3 separate regions of the Anser cygnoides genome follow, and regions 1 and 2 are each linked to region 3. The links are chromatin contacts, called in public Hi-C maps. All regions are on one chromosome and are shown on one strand. Each heading gives the region's core, a stretch centred on a gene start, on an enhancer-like site or on the middle of the called end of the contact. The rest is flanking DNA. Distances are from core to core; before and after follow the strand shown. Region 1 has its middle 17 kb from the start of CYP7A1. Region 2 holds the start of CYP7A1 (cytochrome P450 family 7 subfamily A member 1). Region 3 has its middle 74 kb from the start of BPNT2.

Evidence for each region. A called contact is a pair of places that touch in the nucleus more often than the background predicts.
Region 1: a Hi-C map of liver shows a contact between it and region 3, with 2.5 times the contacts expected there. The contact joins two enhancer-like sites. A contact is called at or near these places in 2 of 7 Hi-C or Micro-C datasets (both in liver).
Region 2: a Hi-C map of liver shows a contact between it and region 3, with 2.2 times the contacts expected there. The contact joins the promoter of CYP7A1 here to the enhancer-like site in region 3. A contact is called at or near these places in 2 of 7 Hi-C or Micro-C datasets (both in liver).

Annotation. Positions count from the first base shown.
Region 1 is chr2:123,861,817-123,864,516 of Taihu_goose_T2T_genome, reverse strand. No RefSeq gene overlaps it. Among named protein-coding and RNA genes, the nearest start is that of CYP7A1, 17 kb to the left of the region's middle. Within about 2 kb of position 1,251, at least 1 of the 3 cell types and tissues checked has open chromatin away from gene starts, as enhancers often do. A contact at or near this core is called in liver, where this site is marked.
Region 2 is chr2:123,878,673-123,881,372 of Taihu_goose_T2T_genome, reverse strand. It overlaps CYP7A1 (cytochrome P450 family 7 subfamily A member 1), which reads left to right and starts at 1,319. Exons shown (of 6, transcript XM_013185866.3): 1 at 1,319-1,508. The coding sequence starts at 1,429.
Region 3 is chr2:123,487,439-123,490,138 of Taihu_goose_T2T_genome, reverse strand. No RefSeq gene overlaps it. Among named protein-coding and RNA genes, the nearest start is that of BPNT2, 74 kb to the right of the region's middle. Within about 2 kb of position 1,273, at least 2 of the 3 cell types and tissues checked have open chromatin away from gene starts, as enhancers often do. A contact at or near this core is called in liver, where this site is marked.

The sequences.
Region 1 (2,700 bases), core at 2-2,501, 370 kb before region 3:
AAAAATTAGCAATTCTGTAGAATCTGAAGAAATCATAGTCAGATGATCTGAGTGCTGGATACAAAAATACTGGATACAGTGGATATTTGCCAGGGGAGGTTTAGGTTTAGGTTGGATATTAGGAAAAACTTCTTTACTGAAAGGGTTGTTAGGCATTAGAATGGGCTGCCCAGGGAAGTGGTTGAGTCACCATCCCTGGAGGTCTTTAAAAGACGTTTAGATTTAGACCTTAGTGATATGGTTTAGTGGAGGACTTGTTAGTGTTAGGTCAGAGGTTGGACTAGGTGATCTTGGAGGTCTCTTCCAACCTAAATGATTCTGTGATTCTGTGATATGCTATGCCACAGAGCTATCTGCAGGTGCCTGATGTTAGGTTTGTACCACCAGAAGGTAGATGCCAGGTTGCAATTCAGAGTACCCAAGCTGACTGCTGAGGCTCCCAGTGCAGGCAGAGCAGAGTCTAGGGCTGAAGGGCAAGCCCGGTCTCACCCCAGGAGTAGTTTCTAAAGTTAAATGGTGGCACAAGTTACATGCTTATTCCTTGGCCTACACACTCAGAATGTTTTTACCGTTGTTTTATTATTGCCACACAGATCAGGACTTTGTAGTAAGAGTTATACAAACAGAGAATAAAACCACTATTCCCAAGGAGGTCACAGTCTAAGGAAAAGAGAAGATGAAAAGCATCCGTCTAGTGGAGGGCAAGGAAACAATGAGGTAGGGTTTGTCTGCATGCCAGCTAGTGGTCTGAATAGACCAGCAGGTTGGCTAATGTTAAGTTCATCACCAACACCGAAAGCATCTTGATCAGGTCAGGTCTAGAACACAAGATAGCAGATGACAGATAGGTGAGGAGGAAGCTATGAAGCTACTCGAAAGTGAAAAAAGAGCAGTTTATCCTTGGTGCTACATAGAGTGCAGAAGGAGGCAGCAAAAGTGGAGGGATCACAGTATAAAAGACCTTTGCAGCAAAAATATGAATTGATTGTAGTAGGACAGGAGAGCACTAGAAAATTGCAGCAGTGACAAAAGAGCTAGAAAGGAGCACCTGGGTGAATGTTTTGTCCAGAGGATGGGTAGGAAAGGCTGTATCTTAACAGCAATTATGCAGAAGCCCAGAGACAGCATTTTAAGAAGAGGAGCACCGCTGACTGTGGCAGAGACTGGCAATGGGTGACCAAGGTTGAGGGTGAGGTATTGGTTTTGAGATTTGACCTGGCTAAAGACATTAGGAGGAAGTGTCACTTGGATGAAGCAAGTGTAAATTCAATTGATGGGAAGCTCGAGCAGCACTTAGGCAGTACTCCAGACTGAGATTTTAAATGGTTTGTTCTGCAAGATTGGAAGCAAGAGAGCAAGGAATGTGGCATGATCGTGACTGAAGTAAGCTTGTATTAGGAAATGAAACAGAAAGGGAGAACAAAAGGTTAAGGGGAGGAATGAGAGACAGGGGGACTATCAGGAGGTACAACAAGAGGAGAGCCCAGTAAGAGCACCACTTTAGTGGAAACCATGAACCTAGATTTCCAGATGAGATCTCAGACAGAGCCTGTTCCAAGCAGTTACTGCTGTAAATAAAATACTGCAGACCGAATTCACATGCATGTACTTAAGCAAATATTTGTGACCACTCTGATCAAAGTTATTAGGTGATAATGTTCAGCCTTGGAAACTGGCCTTGAACAGCATTTATTAAGGTGTTCCACTACTACAGATATCACTAAAGATCAGCACACCAAACTGCACTGTCAACCAGCCTTGAACCTTTGTGCAGAGGACTACCAGTAAAAATGTCCAGAAAATAATATATATGGAGCCTGCCAAATAAAACACATGCCAGCTATCAGCAGCACTGTGTAACCATCATTACAATCTATTGTATTGTTAAAAATATGCTGGACAACAAGAAGTAACTGAGGGAATACTGAATTTTCATTGCTTGCTATACTTATCCATGGCTATAATTATTATATTTTTCAGGCAGGTGTTTTTAATAAGTCAACAACCTTTACTTCAAGTTTGTAACTACAGTGTAATATAGATTTGGCAATGAATATATGGTGAACATACAAGAAGGGAATGAAAAAACTGAGTGTCACATATACAGAGAGAGATTGAAATTTATGACATAGTCTGAAAAACAAAACATCAAATTGTGCAGCCCAAGACTACAGGAAAATAAAATTTAAAAAAGTGTGAAGTGCTATTTTCAGAATGACCAAGAGCCAGAGTGACAGTCAGGTATCCAAAGCCATTTCAAATGCCCTGTGGTATCCCATCTCCAGGCTCACTTCATAAAGGTATGTGGATCCCGTTAAGTCAATTGTCATATCTGTCAACTTCATGGTGTCTTAGAGACCTCAAGACTTCAGGGGCCTGTGGGTTGGCAGCCTAATGAAGCCCTAAACCTCCACTGACTGTAATGGTAGTTGGACACATTGCCCACAGGTAAATGCATGGAGGCAGATACCTACATTTAAGTGTCCTAATCTTTGAACTGAATCCCATTCTCAAAGTTTTGAGGACTGTTAAAGAAACATGGGCTTTGGATTAGGTTTTGGTCATTGACTTTTAAAACAAAGATAGATTTCTACATGAGCAATAGTTATTGATTGTAAACCTGGAGACTTCTCCTCTGAATTACCCTCTGAAAGGGAATCCTGTAGATATAGTATTCTTGGTTTAGGCATCAGATCAGGT
Region 2 (2,700 bases), core at 70-2,569, 390 kb before region 3:
GAAACATCTTAGCAATGTATGGACAGGGTATCACAGAATCACAGAACAGCTGAGGCTGGAAGGGACCTCTGGAGGCCATCTGCTCAAGCGGGGACACCCAGAGCAGGCTGCCCAGGACCATGCCCAGGCAGCTTCTGAAGATCTCCAAGGAGAAGACTCCACAACCTCTCTGGGCAACCTGTGCTTAGTCACAGCACAGCACAGAAGTGGTGCCTGATGTTCAGAGGGAGCCTCCTGCGTGCCAGTTTGTGCCCATGGCCTCTTGTCCTGGCACTGGGCACCACTGAACAGAGCCTGGCTCCGTCCTCTTTGCACCCTCCCTTCAGGTGTTTACAGATATTGGTGAGATCCCCCCTGAGCCTCCTTCAATCTGAGCAGTCCTGGCTCTCTCAGCCTCTCCTCATAGGAGAGGTGATGGAATATCTTGATCTACGGCAGAACTCAATGTGAATGATCAGAGAAAATGAGTATATAGGGATATATTTAGGAAGAAAGGAGTCAATCAGAAAGAAAACAGAAAAAGAAAAAAAAAGGGGGTGGGGTGGGGTGGAGGATTTGTCCTCTGGGTGCTGAAAATTCAATACATTTTTCAGAGCTTCTGGGAAATAGGACCAGAGACCATATTCCTAGGCTATAAAATTAGCTGAATTGGTGCTGTGCTGTACAGCATGAGTCAAAGATAGAAAACAGAAGTATTAAATGGAAAAGTAAAGGGTGAATTGGAGATCCAAGAAGGGCATTGAGGGGAAAAAAAATACAGTATGATCATACAAATCTGTTTTCTCTTGCTCTGCATTATAGAAAACCCATGTTTCCCTTTCTGCTAGAGAAACTTTGTTAGAGGGAGCAAGTCCATCCTTTTACCCACAGCCAAACCTCTCCCTGTCCCTCTTGCAGCAGCACACCAGAGCCAGGTCAGTCCACACAAAGGAGAAGAGAAGGGATGGACAGGCTGGCAGCCAAAGGACAACACGATCTGCAGCCACCATTTAGCCCAGTCTGAATCCACTGGACACCTGTCAGCAGCCATTTGATTTATTGCTAAACTTGAACTATAGACTGTAATTGGTAAATCTGCAGGATAGATCAAAACACACCTGAGAGACCTTCAAATTATCAACTATTACAGCTGTTTGATTACTTTGGAACCACTACTGATACCCGATATCAGCTCAAGGCCATGTCTGCAACTGTCTGCATCAATCCAGTGAAGTGGTCTGCAGAAAGATGTCAGAACAGAGACAAAGTGGGCTATGTCCAGAAAAGGTTAATCAATAGCTTGCAAGGTTGACTGAGTGCCATTAAATACAGTCGTGCACCTACTGTATATAAGATGTGACCTGTCGTCTGTATCATTCTCAGTCACCATTTCTGCCATACTGGTAGTTACCAGGTTGTCCACCTGGAAGATTTTGTGTACAGCCAGAAATGTTCATATCATCATGGATCTGGGGAATAGTAATAATACTCTGTTGCACTTTTTGGTTTCTTCTAGGGAGGAGGAGGAGGTAAGGAATCTGTTTGTAAATGTATCTCAGTATACCAAGTATTTACTTCTGACAAACATGCTGTGTATGTGCCTAAAATTAGTATAACCTTAAGTTTATCAGGTGGATAAATGCAGGTAGATAAATGCAGGATAACATGGGCAACAAGGTACTTTGGTCTTTTGAGAGGTTTATGTTACAACAGAACTTGTCCATACAGGCTTTTAATAACAGTGAGTTAATGCCTAGGCATGTGTTGATACTAATCTATGCACAAATGAGGAAATTAAAATATTAATATACATGTTCTGATTTCCTAAAGTACTGGGCTATAGCTTTACCTGCATTCTAATTGCAGCTAATACCTACTTCTATCTAATTATAGCTTAATACCAACTTACAAAAATTTTCATATTATCCATCTATCTTAACTAGTTATTCAGAAAAAGTTATTTGCTTTTCTGTTGTAATTTTATAGTTTTCATCAGTCCTTTTCTTGTTTTATTATAAAAAGTTTAATAAAAAGGTGAAAATATTTAAGTTCATATAATAATAACCACCAGCAACATAGTAGAAGAACCAAATTATTATCTGAAAGTTATTTTAGCAGCCACAGTGACTGTATGCAGGGGAGTAGTTTTCTGACTGTCGGAATAAAAAATATAATTTAAGCATATGCTTCATTTTAAGCATATGCTTAACATAAAGCATGTTCTTAATGACGCTTTGCTCGAAAGACTAAATCTTATGCTTACTGAAGATCATGGCCAAATTCCCACTGTGTTCAGCAGGACCTGGTCCAAATGGGATATGCCAATAATAACAACCTTTCTACACTCAAAAGGCTATTCTCTTTGGTGTTCAAATTGATTTGTGAATACCATTGCCAAAAATGTTTCAGACAATGTTAGTGGGAAAGATTATTTATTTATGGGGCAATTAAGTATCTGTGCATGTTAGCTAGTGGCAACAATGCTGCATGTAAGTAGATAAAAAATAAACTCATGATCTAGGGAAAAGAAATGTGACAAAGTCAAACTGTGTTTTGTTATGCTTATCATAATACAGACTGTTAAAGTTATTCTTTTTTGTATACGATAGAAATCACAATAGGATTACTCTTTAAAGGCAAAGAAATTACTTATCAACAGCAGCAGAAATCAACTATTGCAAAAAGCTTCGCATCATTGTTTTACTTACCTTTACTTACCTT
Region 3 (2,700 bases), core at 24-2,523:
TGCCTTCCACAACGAAGGAACAGCACACACAAGGAAACTGGCTTTAAATAACCTTGATGCTCCGTTAGTGACTTCCTCTCCTGAGTCACCTCATCTTGAGATACCAGGTAACCTGAGATATTAAACATACACTTGTGTATTGTAGTTTATAGCTATCGATATACTCCTTTTAAGATTTATCATTGTTTGATCTGTGTTTAAAGTCTATGTTAACAAGTGGAAGTAAAACAGAAGAATAAGGCCACGTGGATCAAGGAAAACTTCACAGAGCACAACACAATGTCCTGGAGAGGAGATGGCTTGTTTCACTTTAATTTTAGAAAATCAAAGACGTAGTGGTGACTGAAAAGATGAAGCATGAAAAGATGAAGATGAACAGTGAAACAGAAAGTAGGAAATTGAGTCTAAGGCAGCATTTTGGACAATACTTAGCTTGAAGCACATGCTTAAATTTCACAAAAGTAACTGACGTGAAAAGATATTTAAATAAATGTTTATATGGTGTTCTGAACCTGAGTAGATCCAAGCTGATAAACAAGATCCGTATTATCAGGATTTATCAGAAAATACTGGGGGTTGAATTAAAAGTAATTTTAGTTCACTTTCATATTGTGATCAGGAACGGATTGCCGGCAAGTCTAGTTTCTAACTGCACAAGCCCCTTCTCATGGTTGTGTTGCATGCAGTTAGTGAAGTAGTGAGGACACTTGCCAGGTGTGAAGGCACATTCCTGCAAGAATGAAGAGAGGTGGCAGAAGTCGCTCAGCAGAAGTGACAAACCCGCAGTGAATCTGTAGCAATGGTAGCAGATCAAGAAACCAAAGTCAGGAATGAAATCAGATAAAGCACCCCATGGAAAACTAATAGCCCAATGTAGACTTACTCATGGTTCAGTCAAAGCTGAACAAACAGCACTTCCCCAGTAGATAATGTAAACTGGCTATGACCTCAGAGGGAACACAGCGCTATCATGCGCCTTCCCTTGAACTTTACAAATGAGTTTCCAGTTTCCTGACTGTACATACCATTTACAACCCCAACAATGTTGTCCCTCTTACCCTACTTATTTTTCTGTTAATGTGGAAGTTGTCTGTCTCCTGTTTCACTTTTTTGTTCACTCATACCCTTCTTGCAACATAATTTGGCAATGATTTATTGTGCGTTCCTTTTCCAAACAGGTGTCTGTTTTCTGGCTCTCCATGCAAACTCAGTTCCAGAGAGCAGATGGTAATAGTTAGCTGCCTTCTGCACCTGCATGGATGAGAGCAGATCTGAAGAACCTCTCCTGCATGTTGAGTAGCTCAGAGCAATATTTAGATGACCTTGTGGTTAACACATAAGTAGCCAACTGCATCCAGCCTGGCACTGACACTGTGGTGATCACTTATGGAGCAGAATTCAAGGTAGAAAATGTTTTGGGGAAACTAAGATAAGGCAGGATGATCCATGGCATCACCTTCTAAAAAGGTATCTCAGGAACAGTACCAGCATAAATGGACAATACCTGCCCAGGTCTCCTCTGCCAAGTTTCAGGAATTCTTACAGCAATCACATGAATAAACTCATTTGGTGTATTTGCTGTCAGAATTCAGCTAAGGGTTTGGGGACTTCTTAATTAAACACATTAAAGCAGTTAGAGCTAGTTTTCTAAACATGCATCAGGTTCCATTGGTTATTGGATTAACCTAATCTGTAACACCTGAGAGAAGGAAGGTGGGGGAGGGAGGGATTTGAAGCCTGAGTTTTTTGAAGGTGATAAACAGCCCGAGGACCAGTGATCGAGAAAGAGAGGGATTGAGAGAAAAAAAGAGAGAAAAGAGAGATGAGGACTAAAAAGGGAATTAAGGAACTTCTTGCAAAACAGGAAAATCCAAGCAGCATAAAGTCACTGAAAGAAAGGAGAAATCAGTGAAGAGTAAGAAAAATTTGGAAATCACCATTAAAAAAACAGTAGTTCAGGGAAAGATGTATATTTGAGAAAGGTTTAATTATTCACTACCTGTTTCTAGTCATGCTCTGAGATTCAGACTTGAGGCTCTGACTCTCAAACAGATCAATAGCAGCTCTGGGCAGGTCAGGCATTCACCTCCAGGGCAGAAGAGTCAAGCTTGCAGGTTTGGGTAAGTCCTATATCTAAAACAAATCAACACAGAAAAACTTGAACCTTCAAGGCAGACACCTTTTCTCTATTGAAGGTCTTTTCTTCTTTATCCTTTCCTTTCAGCCTCAGCTCACAGGCCATTGCTTGCTCCAGTGTGCTGAACATAAGGTCTATGACCCCTTTCAGGTGGTTAACTTCTTGGGGGTATTTCTGCTCCTGGGCATTTTTCACCACATTGTACAACTTACTGGGGGGCAGAATCACCTTTGAGTACCTGACTGGGTTCTAAGGGTCAATGACTAGAAGGTCCAGGTACTTTTCCTGGAAGAACACTAAGACTACAGCATCATTAGCACGTCAGTGTCTCTGCGCAACATGAAGGACAGCTCTTGTCTGGGACATACTTTTTAGGTAAAAAGAGGAACCTAACAGAGAACTTAGTGAGTGGATGAAAATAAATGATTATTCAGTTTTTTAAAATACTGCAAAATACTAATAGTGATGCACTGGTAAAAGTATACTCAGCTCCATTAATGAAGGGTCAAACTTTATATCTCAAAGAGCAGTTCCATAAAAGCAGACTTTTTCTCCTGTCTCTT